Regions from separate parts of the Mus musculus genome. Here regions 1 and 3 are each linked to region 2. Evidence: chromatin contacts called from public HiChIP or PLAC-seq and promoter capture Hi-C data. All regions are on one chromosome and are shown on one strand. The core of a region is the stretch at or near the end of the contact, and the rest is flanking DNA. Distances in the headings are between cores, read along the strand shown. Region 1 holds the start of Htra3 (HtrA serine peptidase 3). Region 2 holds the start of 2210406O10Rik (RIKEN cDNA 2210406O10 gene). Region 3 holds the start of Sh3tc1 (SH3 domain and tetratricopeptide repeats 1).

Evidence for each region. Promoter capture Hi-C pulls out the DNA fragments that hold promoters and counts their contacts. HiChIP or PLAC-seq counts read pairs in DNA pulled down with a chosen protein or histone mark.
Region 1: a contact with region 2 is called in a promoter capture Hi-C map of the 3T3-L1 cell line, with 2.2 times the contacts expected there. The contact joins the promoter of Htra3 here to the promoter of 2210406O10Rik in region 2. A contact is called at or near these places in 2 of 39 promoter capture datasets (the 3T3-L1 cell line and liver) and 1 of 115 datasets of contacts at active chromatin or transcription factors (bone marrow-derived macrophages).
Region 3: a contact with region 2 is called in an HNF4G HiChIP or PLAC-seq map of pancreatic cancer cells. The contact joins the promoter of Sh3tc1 here to the promoter of 2210406O10Rik in region 2. A contact is called at or near these places in 7 of 39 promoter capture datasets (the 3T3-L1 cell line, cranial neural crest, hippocampal neurons and 3 more), 4 of 115 datasets of contacts at active chromatin or transcription factors (embryonic stem cells, forebrain and pancreatic cancer cells) and 1 of 9 other capture datasets (adipose tissue).

The regions. Positions count from the first base shown.
Region 1 is chr5:35,676,927-35,681,729 of GRCm38.p6, reverse strand. Htra3 (HtrA serine peptidase 3) reads left to right here and starts at 1,950. Exons shown (of 9, transcript NM_030127.3): 1 at 1,950-2,786. The coding sequence starts at 2,384.
Region 2 is chr5:36,462,758-36,467,467 of GRCm38.p6, reverse strand. It overlaps 2210406O10Rik (RIKEN cDNA 2210406O10 gene), which reads left to right and starts at 2,614. Exons shown (of 3, transcript NR_126488.1): 1 at 2,614-2,953. Grpel1 (GrpE-like 1, mitochondrial) reads right to left here and starts at 2,283. Exons shown (of 4, transcript NM_024478.2): 1 at 2,213-2,283. The coding sequence starts at 2,274.
Region 3 is chr5:35,726,112-35,730,894 of GRCm38.p6, reverse strand. Sh3tc1 (SH3 domain and tetratricopeptide repeats 1) reads left to right here and starts at 1,619. Exons shown (of 18, transcript NM_194344.2): 1 at 1,619-1,948.

The DNA.
Region 1 (4,803 bases), core at 701-3,200, 790 kb after region 2:
ATGAGCTGAGGAACCTTATCACATGCCATGTGTGGCCAGGGATGATCTTCGAGGTCCCAAAGCCATGTTAACTATGACCTCATCTGACATGACTCTGGGCTGAAGCAAGGGTCAGGCATAAAAGTCTGGAAGCCAAAGTCTGGCTCTGTTGTTCTACTATGGCCAAGTCAGAAGGACAGTCTGGGGTGCCCAGGAGGGAGGCAGACCCTGGTACACCCTAGCTGCAACCAGCTCTATGCTGGTTCATGGTGAAGAACTGCAGTACATGGAAAGGGGAAAAACACAGGCTGATGGGGCTGGATGGGTCAAGCCAGCCACCCACCACAGTTAGAGAGTGGGCATCAGGGAAGAGTCAGGCCAGAGCCCACTCACACTGTTGGATGACAAAGGCTGTCAAGTGTCTGATGCCTCTTTCTGTCCTGAGAGTAGGAAGAGCTGCCCCTACCCTGGTGGACTACATAGGAGATGCCAGGCCCTTGCAGATCAAAGGCCTGGGGTCACTCAGACTCCAGAGAGAGGCCCAAGGTGTCCCTGTGACTGAGTGAGAAACTGTAAAGGGCTAAGGCAGCAGGGGGAGCCACTGCCCTGCCTTTGCACAAGACTCCCTGGAAGCTTCCAGAACAAAGACAGAGCCTGGAATGGACTCCCTCTTAGAAGCGAGGCTACAGCTGTGTCTATCCTTTAATTCCAAGCCTCGGCTTCCCTTCTGTACAGGTGACTGAAAGCATTTATGCAGCCATAGTAAGGGTCAGGTCAGGTGACCAGGGAGGATGATGTGACCCAGAGGGAAAAAGTTGGACTCGAGACCTCGGACAAAGCGAATGTGAGTGAAACCTGTAACTCACTGTCATTTTCCAGCCTCACTCTGAGGCCCCCACACTCACCCCAGGGGTAGGAGGGCACAGGGAACCTACTCAAACATGTGGAACAGCTTGCCATGACATACACGGTAGAGCAAAACCTTGTTTGCATCATTTCCCCATCTGCATTGGAGAAGTCCGGAGGGAGACCTGGCCTGCACTTCTGTTAAGAGAAAGTAATGCTTTCCCCCTCCTCACACACAACACCACAACATCACTACCCCCCCCCCAATACACCACACACACATACACTACCACCTCTACTAGGTGAGTGCTCACACCTGGAACCCCACTTCCTTTTTTCCCAAACAACTCAGTCTGATGAGGCCACTCTGCTTCCTGGCTACTGGGCTTTTCCCAGACCTGGAACCAGACTGCTCCCCAGGCCTTCCTCCTCTGCCCTCCACCAACATCCATCCAAGGTATGTGTGGCTTTATCAACTCATGGAAGCAGAGGTGTCACCATACCACACCACACCACACACCCTCCAGTGTGCTACCTGTTTCCAGTGCTGTTGAGAAACTGCAGAAGGTAACAGCTTCCTGCCAAGCTACTCTACTATGCTTTCTTTCCCTCCAGAGTTGCACACCAGGTTCTCCAGCCCCTGGAACAACGGATTCATTCAGTCTAGGGCCACCTCCCAGGGAGGCTCTGTTGGGTCCTCTGACTCCTGAAGCTCCAGCCACTAGCAACTTGACCTCCTGTACCCTGCTACCTGTCCTGGGTCTGAAGTAGCTTGGTGATTGCATGAGGAGGCACCAAAGTGTTGGGGAAAGTTGAGCAGGTGCTTTCTGTTCCTGCACTGCCTGGTGTCCTGGTACTGCCTGGTGTCCTGGCACTTCCAACGACTCTGAGGTAGGAGGTGCTCAGTAATCCTTGTAGAAGAAACAGAAGGACAACAGGCAGCAACCAGAGTTCTAGATCTGAGAGAGCCCAGAATAGATCCAAGGCAGATGGCCCCCCTCCAGCTGAAGATGGGAGGAAGGGAGCACCTGGCTGCTTTCTAAGTATCCGCTCCAATGTTGCCCGGTGGAGTGATGCAGAGCAGGAGGGGTCTAGGTTTGGGGCCTTGCTGAGCTTGGCTGCTCAAGTAGAGTAGGGGTTCCTCTGTGAAGGAGAGCTAGGGACAGAATTTGGACTTGTTCATGTCTCTGGGGTTGCGGTCAGGTCCCTGGCTAGGACTGGAGTATTCCGAAGCAGCTCCCCTTTCCCAGACCCTCATTCTGGGCCGGCAGACCTGTCACCCAAAGTGCACACCAGGCAAGCGGGGAGCAGGAGGCTCCGGGTGGGTCCCCACCAGCCGGGGCGGGGTCCCGTGGGGCAGGGGCGGGGCTGGCGGCGGGCAGGGCCGCCCCTTCCAGCGAGGGCAGACTGTCTTGGCCTTTAAGCGCCTGCTGAAGCTCGGCTGAGAGAGGCCCGGGTCAGTCCCCACACCATGCCCTGTTTGCGCTCCGGGCCAGAGTGCGCCTGAGCGGTTCGGGCCTCGGTATCCCCGCGGGTCTTGCGCCGCCGCCTCTCCGCGATGCAGGCGCGCGCGCTGCTCCCCGCCACGCTGGCCATTCTGGCCACGCTGGCTGTGTTGGCTCTGGCCCGGGAGCCCCCAGCGGCTCCGTGTCCTGCGCGCTGCGACGTGTCGCGCTGTCCGAGCCCTCGCTGCCCTGGGGGCTATGTGCCTGACCTCTGCAACTGCTGCCTGGTGTGCGCTGCCAGCGAGGGCGAGCCCTGCGGCCGCCCCCTGGACTCTCCGTGCGGGGACAGTCTGGAGTGCGTGCGCGGCGTGTGCCGCTGCCGTTGGACCCACACTGTGTGTGGCACAGACGGGCATACTTATGCCGACGTGTGCGCGCTGCAGGCCGCCAGCCGTCGTGCGTTGCAGGTCTCCGGGACTCCAGTGCGCCAGCTGCAGAAGGGTGCCTGTCCCTCTGGTAAGCTCCACCAGGAATCAAAAAAGCCTTACTCTGAGGAAACTGAGGTCCAGGGGAATCTGTCCACTTCCACTAGGCAGCCTTTTAAGAATAGTTCACACAACCCTCTGGCTTTCTAGATGGGGAAACTGAGGTCCCCAAGAGATAAATGCTGTCCCCAAAGTCACAAAAAGTTAGACTTAAACTCTAGTGTGGCAGCCTGGTAGCGTCTGGTGGGCTGTGAGGCTCTGACCCAGCCACACTCCTGTTTCTTAGAGTCCTCCAGTGACTTACAAGGGAACGAGCGTCAAGCAATCTTTTCCTGGTCTCTGTCTTCAATTCCTGCTCTGTTTTCTTCTGTCAGGCTGTGCTGGGTGCTGGTTCTGTGTGCCTGTCTTGGGCCTGGCTGTCTGAGAGGCAGAGGGTTTTCAGGGTGGCCAGGCACCTGCATTACTCTGCTCCCTTCATGGTTGTGTTTGGTGTACTCTTCTCTGCTCTCCCATGTGACAGATACTATTAACATCAGGTTCTGGGCAGAAACCAGTAAGAATGGAATTGTTCTTTACAGATTGAGCCATTTGTAAGAAAAAAATCTTTTCTGGCCTGACTGTCCCTAACTGGAAACAGTGTATCAGTGCATGGCATAAAGCAGACCTTCTGGTACCCTCGAGACTTCTAGACTGTGGAGGGCACAGAGCTATGGAGAGAGAGGAGAATGTCAGTCTGAGGATCAGGCAGGCATCCATCACTAAGAATGGCAGGATTCCTGTGGCTATTGGCAGGATCTTAGGCTTCAGAGACCCACTGTCCTCAGTTGATCGCTTCATTGTGTTCTGGGTACCTGACTATGAGCGATCTGGTGTCAGGCCTGGGAGAAGCCCCTGCAAGGAATATGTAGCCAGGGGACAACAGATGCTGAGTCTCAGCATTACTTCCTGTGCTGGGTCTATGAGCCACCTCCCAAGAGAGGTGTTGAGTTGGGACAGTAAATGGGGCTCCCTGGCAAGGATGGGGGAGAGTGGAGAGGCTTGGGCAGAGCAGAGACCAAGATCTGATCTAGAGCGCGCTGGCCACCATCAAAACACAAGCTGCCAAGGAGTTGTCGGGTACTGCAGCCAAAGAGGAAGGACATATTATCAGAGATGTTCACACGCCAGGGTCTGCCATCCATCCTCAAAGGGTCAATTAAAGCAATGTGGCCACATGGGGGAAAGGGGTGAAAGAGTCCAGCGACACTCCTCCCAAGTCCATCTAGGGGTCCTGACATGAGATTTATGTTTAAATAGAGGGACAGAGGTATACTTGACCAGGCAGCTCCCACCCATCCTTGACCCATAGCTACCTGCCGGCCTGATGCATCTCTACAGCTTCCTACCTCCTCCCAGCATGAGCTTCCTGGGAAAATCCCAGTTTCTCAGGGCTCATCACTGTCTCAGTAGTCTGATAGCCAGAGGGTTCCGGCACAAGGGTCCTTCACAATGTCTTCATTCAGTCCTGTCAGGATGGTTATAGCTAGACAGAGCCAATGGCCTTGAGCCTGACACCTGTCCATTGCCCACTTTGACCTGAATGTTCCGGGTTCTGCCTACTCCAGGGACATCGTTCACTTAGGCTGCTATCCACAGATGCTCAGAAGTTTCACACGCTGGTGTGAGTGCCAGACTCGCCCCATGCAGATGAGACTGGCCCAGTTCTTTGTTGTTAAATACTGCCCAGCGATGGTAGCAGCTGAACTGTCTCCAATTCTTCCTCCCAGCTCAGCTGACAGCATTGCCCCAGGACAGAGGTCTTAGCCTCTGTCCACACACCTGTCACTGCCTCATGTCCACTGTCACCGCACTCACTAATCAGCCTGAGCACAAACCACCATGCCCAGATGCTCTGAACTCATGCATGTGCCGGGCACAGAGAGAGCTGATGAGTCCCACTTGCGGGCCATGTCTGAGCAGGAGGCTGCTGTAGCGGGGTCTCAGAACAGATCAGATAGGAGAGGGAGACCAGGCCAGCTCTGACTTTAGCTGGCTTCCACATTTCTAAT
Region 2 (4,710 bases), core at 1,365-3,864:
TGTAAGTATATGCCACATAAGTTTATATGTGTGTGTCTGTGTAAGTATATGCCACATAAGTTTATATGTGTGTGTCTGTGTAAGTATATGCCACATAAGTTTATATGTGTGTGTCTGTGTAAGTATATGCCACATAAGTTTGTCTGTGTGTGTCTGTGTAAGTATATGCCACATAAGTTTGGGTGCCTATGAAAGCCAAAAACCACTGGATACTCTGGAGCTGGAACTGCAGGCAGTTGTGATCTGTCCCAGTGTGGATGCTAGGAACTAAACTTAGGTCCTCTACAAGAGCAGCAAGCGCTCTCAGCCACTGAGACTTCTCTCCAGCTCCTAGTTTTCTTTTCTGATGTATTTGTTTATTCAGAGATTGAGTCTGGCAATAAACTTGCAATCCTCTAGCCTCAGTCTCCCAGGTGCTGAGTCCTGGGATTACAGTGTGTGCTCTTGTGCACAGGTCCACAGCAGGCCCAGGTGAGTTACAGAGTAGGGTGGGTAAGAGAGATACATCTCAGGAACTGGGAATCACTTGGACAGAGAGATGAAAGTGGGAGTGTATGCAGAGGAAATGGGAAGAGAAGTCCAAAGGAGTCCTGGAAGTGAGTCTGAAGAGGCAGCCAGAAGAGGTGTGGGATCTCTGGGGCTGGAGTTACAGGTGGCTGACCTACCCAGTGTGGATGATGGGAATTAAACCTGGGTCCTCCACAAAAGCAGCCAGTGTATAACCAATGAGCCCCATCCATCTCTCTCTGGCTCCAGCAGTGATCTTTTAATTTTATTTTTACTTTCACGCTTTTAAAAAGTCTAAGAATCTGGGCTGGAGAGTTGGGCTCAGTGGTTGAGAGCATGTTCCTCTTGTGGAAGACCTGACTTTGATTCCCAGCTAACAACTACCTAACTCTAAGAGTTCCAGGGTATCTGACACTTTTCTGAACTCTGAAGGCACTTGGCATACACATGGACATACACATACAAGCAAAACATCCACACACGTAAGTTTAAAAAAGAAAGATCAGTAATTAATTCTGAGAAGCAAAATTATGCTAAGAATATAAAAACCTACAAAATGTGAAGGCTGCCTTCACTATGAATTATTTCCACCCCTAGGAGTGACCACCACAGCCTTTCAGCAGATCAGTTTTGCTGTATAGATCCTTTCAGGGCAGGAATTCCTAGGGCTATGTCTCGGAGGAAAGAGGGAAGCCAAGCTTATGGGATACTGTGGAGTTATGACTTCCTACTAGAGCATCTTTCTTCAAAACCACAATTTCAGAGATAGACATGAACCAAGCTGGGGGATGGGACAGGGCCGGATGGGATGGGAAATGGGGGTTCTTTCCTGTCAACTCTAAACAGAGCACCACAAATAGGAAGTGCTTCCCCCGGAATACTTCAGACTCCTCCCTGCTTTGCACAACATAGACCTGTTTTCATCTTTTAGTCACAAGTACGAGATCATCCGCCTGCTCACTCTCACCCGCTGAAAAGGCCAGCTCCCGTTCACTCCGTTTCCATAAGACTCAGGCAAAGTCTCTCTTTTTTTAATCAACCAAAAACTTGGTCCTAGCAGGGAACAAGCTAAAGATACTGAGCCTAACTTTGGAGATGCGACTCAAAAACCTGAAGCCACGGGTAAAAGTAAAGATGGCAAAAATGGGCATTGTCTAAATAAACTGCACACACACTGGCTTTCTTGCTCCTTGGACCTCACATTCCGCGGAGGGCAAAAGTGGGGGAAGGAATGTGAGTGGAAAAAGCCCACAAACCAGGCAGTACACATCCTGGACTGGATTAGGGATTAGCAACCCCAGCCCCTGGTCGGGCGGGCTTCTGCCTGGCTGCCTGACCTTGGGCAAGTCTCCCGCTTCTAAGCTTGACTTTTGCAATTCCAGGAGGGGTGGTGCCCCTATGCCCGAGAGAGTGCCGTGTGTCACCAGACAAACAAATGGCGGAGCCTTCCACCTGACGCATCACCCAGATCCCCGCATTTACGCCCCAGCGTCCCCACTTCTCGTCTCTTGAGCCCAGTTCGCGCAGTGCCGCACAGTAAACACCAGGACAGCCGCGCGTTGAGAACAGGCACAGGGACTCGATGGTGAGGATGTGACTTCAGGGTGCACGGGCACCGCCTGCGGGGACCAGTCCTGCCGCTAAACCCCCCACCAGAGCTCTCGGCCGTGAGTGAGGCCGACGCAGAGGAGTGAAGCTCTCTTACCTGAACGACAGTGCCAAAGCCGGGAGGCTGCGGCGCGCCAGCCTCACACACCGAGCCGCCATGACTGCCCCCGAGGTCGCGTCACTGCGCCCACACTGAGCATGCGCGGACGCCCCTTACACCGGTTTTCCCACCTACTGCTGCTTTTTAGCTAATCCGTGACCGCTGTTGTTCTGATGGACAGACCATTTCCACCAATAATTACGAGTCATGACGGAATTCTGTTTCCTCCTTCTCCGGTGGGCGGAGACTGAGGCTTCTGGGAGCCCCGGAAGGTGAGGAGGTGAAAGGTGAGGTGGGAGGAGTGGAGGAAAATGGAGCTTCTGTGGGCGTGGTCGCGCCAGGGGACAGCCAATGAAGAGGAAGAGCGTCAGGGCGGGCAGAAGGCGGCGAGCGCTAGGCGGGGACCCGGGAACTCGTGCCAAGTGACTGGTGCTCGCTTTAGGCTCCTGCTACCTTCTGCGGGCGGAACGTGGGTGTCCCGGGAAGGGACGGACCCCATCTCTACTATGCCGCAAGCGCGTTGTGTCAACAGGCTGGCTGTGGACGGCCCGATGAGCGTTACTTGATTTTGTACTTTCGGCCACCTCCAATTTTCTCAGAACGCAACATAAGAAAAAAAAAAACTAACAGCAGTGTGTGCAGGAGAGCTTCGAAAATATGGGTGCTGATGTTTGGTCACTGCTATGGGGGAGGTCGCAGAGCTGAGAGTTGTCGGAGGACGTTTTCTGTCCTGTCTAGGTATGTGCAGCTTCTTCCTTCCTCCCCCCGGCTCCCGCAAATCTCGAGACAGAACGCTTCGTCCGTGGACTACGGCTTGTGTGTGCTCTCGGCGGATCTCTTGAGTTCTAGGCCAGCCTGGTCTACAGAGTGAGTTCCAGGTCAGCCAGAGCTACACAGAGAAATTTTGTCTCGTAAAACAAACCAAACCAAACCAACCAAACAAACAAACAAAAAAGGGACCAAAATTCTATTATTTAATTTCGCTCTTTTAAAAATCATTTCCCCAGCACATGCTGCCTTTTGCCCGCCGTGGGCGTGGGGCAGAGCATGTCCACACAAAAAGCACAGCTCTCACCTCATAGGAAATAAGTTTATTCTGGAGTCATTTATGAGTGACTGGCCCAGAAACAGTTTTAGGACACCTGTGTTCCAACGTGAAAACAGTTTCAGGACGTTTGCATAGTAGCAGAACAAAGAAAGCCACAACTCAAGACATAAAATATATTAGTGAAAACATTAAGTAGGTGATTATAGCAAACGGGAATCTCAGCTGTAGTCCGCAGATGCTATTTGATAGCAAGCTTAGCCCTTTGGTGGAGATTAGAGTTTTGTTACTGTGTTACCAAGATTTTAATCGTCTTTTCCTGCTGTTAGGTCTGACACTGAGTGGGGCAGGGAATCTATTTAATGAACTAAAGATAGCCCAAGATAAATTGTAACTAGGCTCTGCACCTGCAAGGTTCAGCATCTCCAGTCATTGAGGCTTTAATCCGTCAATTGGCCTTTGCAGACAGTTTCTTTCCAGGAATCCTGGTTCACTGGTGTTTTGTAGGACAAGTGACCTGATTTGTTAATTCATTAGGGCTGGGGTCGAGTAAGAGGAGAAGGGATACTTAGAGCACCAATGAAATCAAGAGACATAATTGGATTGAGTCTATGGCACTTGGTTGTGATGGAACAAACCAACCGTGAAAAGGGCAGGGGACTGGAGTGGGACGGGTATCAGATGGTTATTCAGTGCGCTGGCCCTTTTGTTAGGGAACAATATGGGCCAATGGGCAGAGCTCTGGATGGGAATATTTATGGTACATTGTCATATTGGCTGGCAAGGGCTTTAAAAAATACTCTAGTTTTAAAAGGTGAGGTTTCTTGTAAGACTGTGGGAAAGTGATGACATTGTTGAAGCCGGCGATGAATACCATGGGGCTTATACAGTTTCCTTTGAAACTTTCTGAAATAAGACTTAGACCTCCTGTGGCTTTCCCTGGCAGTAACACCAGGTCACCAGATTTCTTCTGTCCTGAACATGGTTCCTCTTAAATCTTGGGTCTTCTCATTTGCTGAAAGGCGTCAAAGAAATGAGAATGCCCGTGACCAGCACATCTGTAAGCAGAGACAGATGAAGAGTTAGAGCTGCTGTGTGTGGAGGTATGGGTCTTCCCAGGGGTGAGGACCCTGGGGACTCTGAATCCCTTCTCAAGCTGGGGTTCTCCTGCCAGGAGGCATACGGGCCTGTGCTGCCACCTGGCGACCCACTCAGGAACTACTTGAGTGGGGGCCATCTCCTGAGGTTACCATCTTAGGCAGTTCTGTAGTCCCCGTGAGGTCCAGAACTTCACCACCCACCCGGGCAGCAGTCTACACAAGGAGATGGAGCTGCCTGGAGAAAACACTTAGGTTAGCTCTCTGAGTTCACATTTAGCAGTTGTCATGGACGGCCCAGCAGAGACAGGGATGCTGGAAGATCAAATGAACACGTGGGGTGGCCCCAGAGA
Region 3 (4,783 bases), core at 370-2,869, 740 kb after region 2:
TGTAATAGCATCTTAGCCTCCCAGGGATGGCTCTACCCTGTGTCTTAGATGCATCCTGCCCTTGCATTTTATAACCACAAGGATAGTCCATAATAGTAGTTGGGCTCATGACTTCATTCAGTGTGAACCTCTGGCCTCATTGGCCTGGATTGTGAGCACCCTGAATGGCAGGCTGGGAGCACCTGCCTCAGAAGGCTGGCCTTTGTCAGAGAGGCCCCCATGCAGCTTCCTTTCCTGGAGCCCGTGAGGAAGGAGAGGTAGGGCAGGGTGAGGAGCAACTGACCACTGACCACTTGTTTCTGTCTAGATACAGACAGCAAAGAATGAGGGGATAAAGGAGTGAGGACCCTGGTATCAGAGCCAGCCTGAGTTGTGGGGCCCCAGGAATACGCCTCTCTAAGTCTGTTTGATATCAAGCCTTTTGGGGACACCTGGATGATAGTTTCATTGGGTTATCACGAAGCCCTATGGCATGATCTAACCAAAGAGTTAACATCGTGGCAATGACAATTTGAACATACTACAGCCATGTCAGAGGTCAAAACGATGAGAGCTGAATACCTCCTAACTCTGTCTTTTGCAGAGGGGAAACTGAGGCTCAGGACAGTGACAGGTCTTGCCAGAGGGATTTCAATTGAGTCCGACTGGGGTTTGGGTGGCCCTCGGAAAGTCAGAACCATGTGGCCTCTGCTTTTTACAGTCTTTAGGAAGATCCTATTGAAGAGCCCTGGACCAGAAATGTACTTGCCCCTGCTGGTTGGCCCTGGAGTGAGTGCCCTGCATATATTGGGGGAGGCTCTCAGAAAATCCCCCTGGCCATGAGCCAAGAGAGCAGCTTCTGAGACAAACAGGATACTGCTCTGGGCGCACAGTGGGGACAATAGCCGGGAGAGGAAATGCCTCCAGACCCATGTATGGGTGTGGGCTTGCAGGGGCCTCTATTGACACAGCTTCCAGAAAAATAAGGCTGGTGGAAGGTTAGCATCTGGGGGGGCCTGCATTCTCTGGGGAGAAGGAGAGAGAGAGGGAGAGAGGGAGAGAGAGAGGGAGAAAGAGAGAGAGAGAGATCACAATGCACCTATACCTCCAGAACTCCTCACAGATGGAGACAGGCGGGAGGTATCCACAGCACCTAGTGAGTGTGGGAAGCAGAACTGCTCCATCTTTCACGGTGGACACAGCAAGGGCCTAAGAACAGGAGACGGGCCTGAATCTGGGCCACAGGGACATTCTCAGGTCAGGCTACAGCCTGTGGAAAGGTAAAGTGTGTGTCCCCTCCAACCCTCCCAGGCTTGGCTCAAGGTTGTGGTACTTGTGAGCAGAGAAGGAGACTGGACCCTTTCTTCTCCCAGAATGCTCCCTGTTGGTGTCAGTGGGCTCAGATAAGGCCAGCGGCAGAGTGAGAAGCAAAACGTGTGTATTTTGTGTGTGCACATGCAGACATATGTGCTAGGTCTGTGTATATGTCTCTAAGGCCACCCACATGTCTGCATTGCATGTGTATGCACGTGTGCAGAAGGGAAAAGGGAACAGAGAGCTGGGCTGGGTTTAGCAGGGCAAGAGAGCCGGCCTCCCGTGGACTTCCCCAATCTCAGCACCAAGGGTGTCCCCGGCCTTTACCACAGAGCACGGGGCTGGCAGTGGGCAGGCAGGGACAGGGCCTGGCTCTGGTCCACAAGGAGCTAATGATCAACTGGCCACTGGAGTCCTTGCCGCAGCACCTCAGCCTGCCTTGGGTCTCCAGGCCCCTAGGCTCAGGGAGGAAGTGGGGCAGGAAGCAGGGGGCGGTGGCAGTACTGAGCAGTCAGCCGGCTGTGGGCGGACTCTGCCTGTCCAGGCCAGCTGGAGACAGCCCGTAGGCCAGTCAGCAAGGAGCCGAGCCAGTAGTGGCCACCTGGCACCTGCATTCCTGAGCCTGGGAGGAAGCTGTCTGAAGAACTGATCACAGGTAAGGGAGTATGAACAGAGGGTATGGGCTGTGTGAGTGTGCTGTAATCGGGAGAGCCTGGCTTTGCCACAACTGTATCTAAGAATAGTATTCCACCTTCCTCTTTCTTCTGGCTTGCTTCGGGTTGGGGTGAGCTGTTGGAGACTGGCACTCAGCACCCCGGGGCTCTGCTAAACTGGCCGAGATTGCTCAGATGAGACCGACTGCTAATTGTGACTTCGGACCTGGCCTTCACACTGACTCTTTGCAAATGTGTCCTTGAGGTCTCAACCAGATCATGGGAATTGAGTGGCAACATAGAATTCAAAAGCCACTGGGCCCCAAATGATGAACTCTATCTAGCCTTGGTTCATTCCAGGCTGTGACAAGCACGCCTGTACTAGCATGGGTGCTTCATGGCGCCCCCGTGGCTGTGACCTGGCCTTTCTGAGGTCACTCTGGGTTTCTTTATGCTAGCCAATGAAATGCATGGCTTGACTAGAGTCACTGACCACTGTCTCTGGAGACCTCAACAGGCGCAGGCTGCGTCAGGGTTCCAGGGTTCCAGAGCCTCCTTTCGCTCCTTGTCCTCTCTGCCTTCCTCACCCTAGGATGAAGAATAGCCACTTGCAGGTGGGGCAAGAATCCAAGTTAATTGTGTTCAGGTTGAGGGATGAGACTCCCACCACCTGACTTACAGTCCCTGCTGCTATGACCCTGGCTGGCCCAAACCTTGGGTTGTACACCCGTGATAGGGGTGGGATAGGGCTCACCCTCTGGGATGAGGTTAAAGGTCAAGACTGAGGAAGATGCTGTACAGTGCTGCCGCCTTTATATGACACGTTGTTGATTTCATGAAACTTCTTGCGTCAGGCACAGTGCCTGTCTCTTTAGTCCATAGAATCACGTGAAGCCCATTTTCCCTGAGAGAAGCCTTCAGGGTATCACTGTGTTTCATGGCTGCCATAACAAACTACGACACACTTGTTCTCTTAGGGTTTGAAAGCCAGAAGTCAGAGACAAGGGTGCTGCCTCCAGAGTTGCCAAGGCAGGGTCTCTTCCACTTCTTCCAGCCCCTGCTTGTCCCTGAATGGCCCCTGCTTCTGTGTCATATGTCCTCTTCTTCTGTGTGTCTTGTTCTCTGGAGAAACCCCAGGCACCAGGCAGAGACATCACTTTAATCTGGCACAACCACCTAGTCTAATTGGGACCACTCTAATCCAACATCCAACAGGACCGCGCCCTACGGAGGTCAACTTCATCTGAAACCACCTGTTCCCAATCAAGTCCCCACTCTCAAGTTCCTGGTCAGTGTGACTGGAGAATACTGCCACCTCCAGGCAAAGTCTCAATAGCCCTGCAAAAGCAGAGGCTGGGGATGCACCTTGGTGGGTCCCTGGCCAGACCTTTTGGAACACAGGCAGGGCTAACCACAAAGGCTCCTCCTTCCAGCCTACCATACTGTAAGCCAGCAGCATGTTGTCTAGCTGCTCGATCTTCCCAACATCCTACGAGGAGGTGTTTTTGTTCTCATTTTATGGGTGGGTAAACTGAGGCATAGAACATTTCACCCTCCACTGAGATTGGCCCTGGGTCTCCATGTTCCAGCAGTAAACTAGATGTGCGTTGGAGGTCAGAGCCTGGGGTGGCTTACATGGGGACACCTGATGCTTCTGCCACCTGGGCAGAAGACAAAGGCTGAAAAGAAACTCTGCAGGCAGCCGCTTTGGGGTGCTTGAACTCAGCAAATGTACCTTTGAGGCTTCTGGACACTGCCTGGGGCTGGGCTGCTGCTGGAGCCAGCGGCCAAGCAAGCTCGTGGAGGGAGGACCGTGCAAGGAGGAGGGGGCTCTATGCAAGTAAGGCAGTGCCTACTTCCTCCCTGTGGCAGCATTTGGGCTCTCAATGAGCAGGTGGTAAGTTCCCTTAGCGGGGAACTTCCATTTCTCCAGAAACAGGTTAAGTCCAGCCCCAGGTCTTTGTGACCTAAATGCCCCCCACCCTAACCCAGAGATGGTTAGCTTAGCTTCTGTAGAGACACTGGCCAGCCTGCTGGTAGGGAGACCTGGAAGTTGTAAGTGGCAGAGAGAGAGAAGAGTGAGGACGCTGAGGGTGGGGCATGGTGAATTTTTGGGGGGCAGTGATTGGCAACCACAGACCCTACAAACTAGGACCTCACACATCAAGAGACTGGACCAAGTGCTTGGTTGAAGGCCCTGAAGTTATACCAGAGAAAATGAGGTTTTCTGGTTCCTACCACTTGGGTGTGTACCTTCTGGTCCTCACAGACCTGGGCAAGACAGTGGGTCTCTGCAATGGTAGGAACCAGGGTGTTTTGGCAGAACAAGTCAGGGAAGGACAAAAGTCCAGGCTCAAGCAGGACTTGGGCTGGGGTCAGGCTGACAGGGCCAAACTCTGGAAGATCTCAGGCATGACCAGCTGAGATGGTGTCTTAAGATAGGCAGACAGGAGGGCAGACTTGGTACATACTTCTGTCCCTGTGTTGTTGAGAACTGGACCATGCCAGGCCTCTGGTGCCTGAAGTTTTGTTTTGTTGTTGGTTTTATCCCCCTTGGGATTGAGTATTGAAGTGTTCATGTGTCTGCAGGGATGTGGGATCCTCTTGTTGATTTTGGTATGAGATACCTCCTTCCTATCTGCCTATCCCAGATCTTGGCCTTCTGGCACAGTTGTAGAACAAGGATTTGACCACAAACCAACCTATTGGGTTCCATGAAAGGCAGGTGGCCAGGTGAGTGGCTGGCTAGATGGTTCACCGAGGCAACTTCCAGGGACTGGGGCTGCCACTTCTATTAAGCCTTGTCTTCTGGGGACCCAAATCTCTTCTCTATGAGC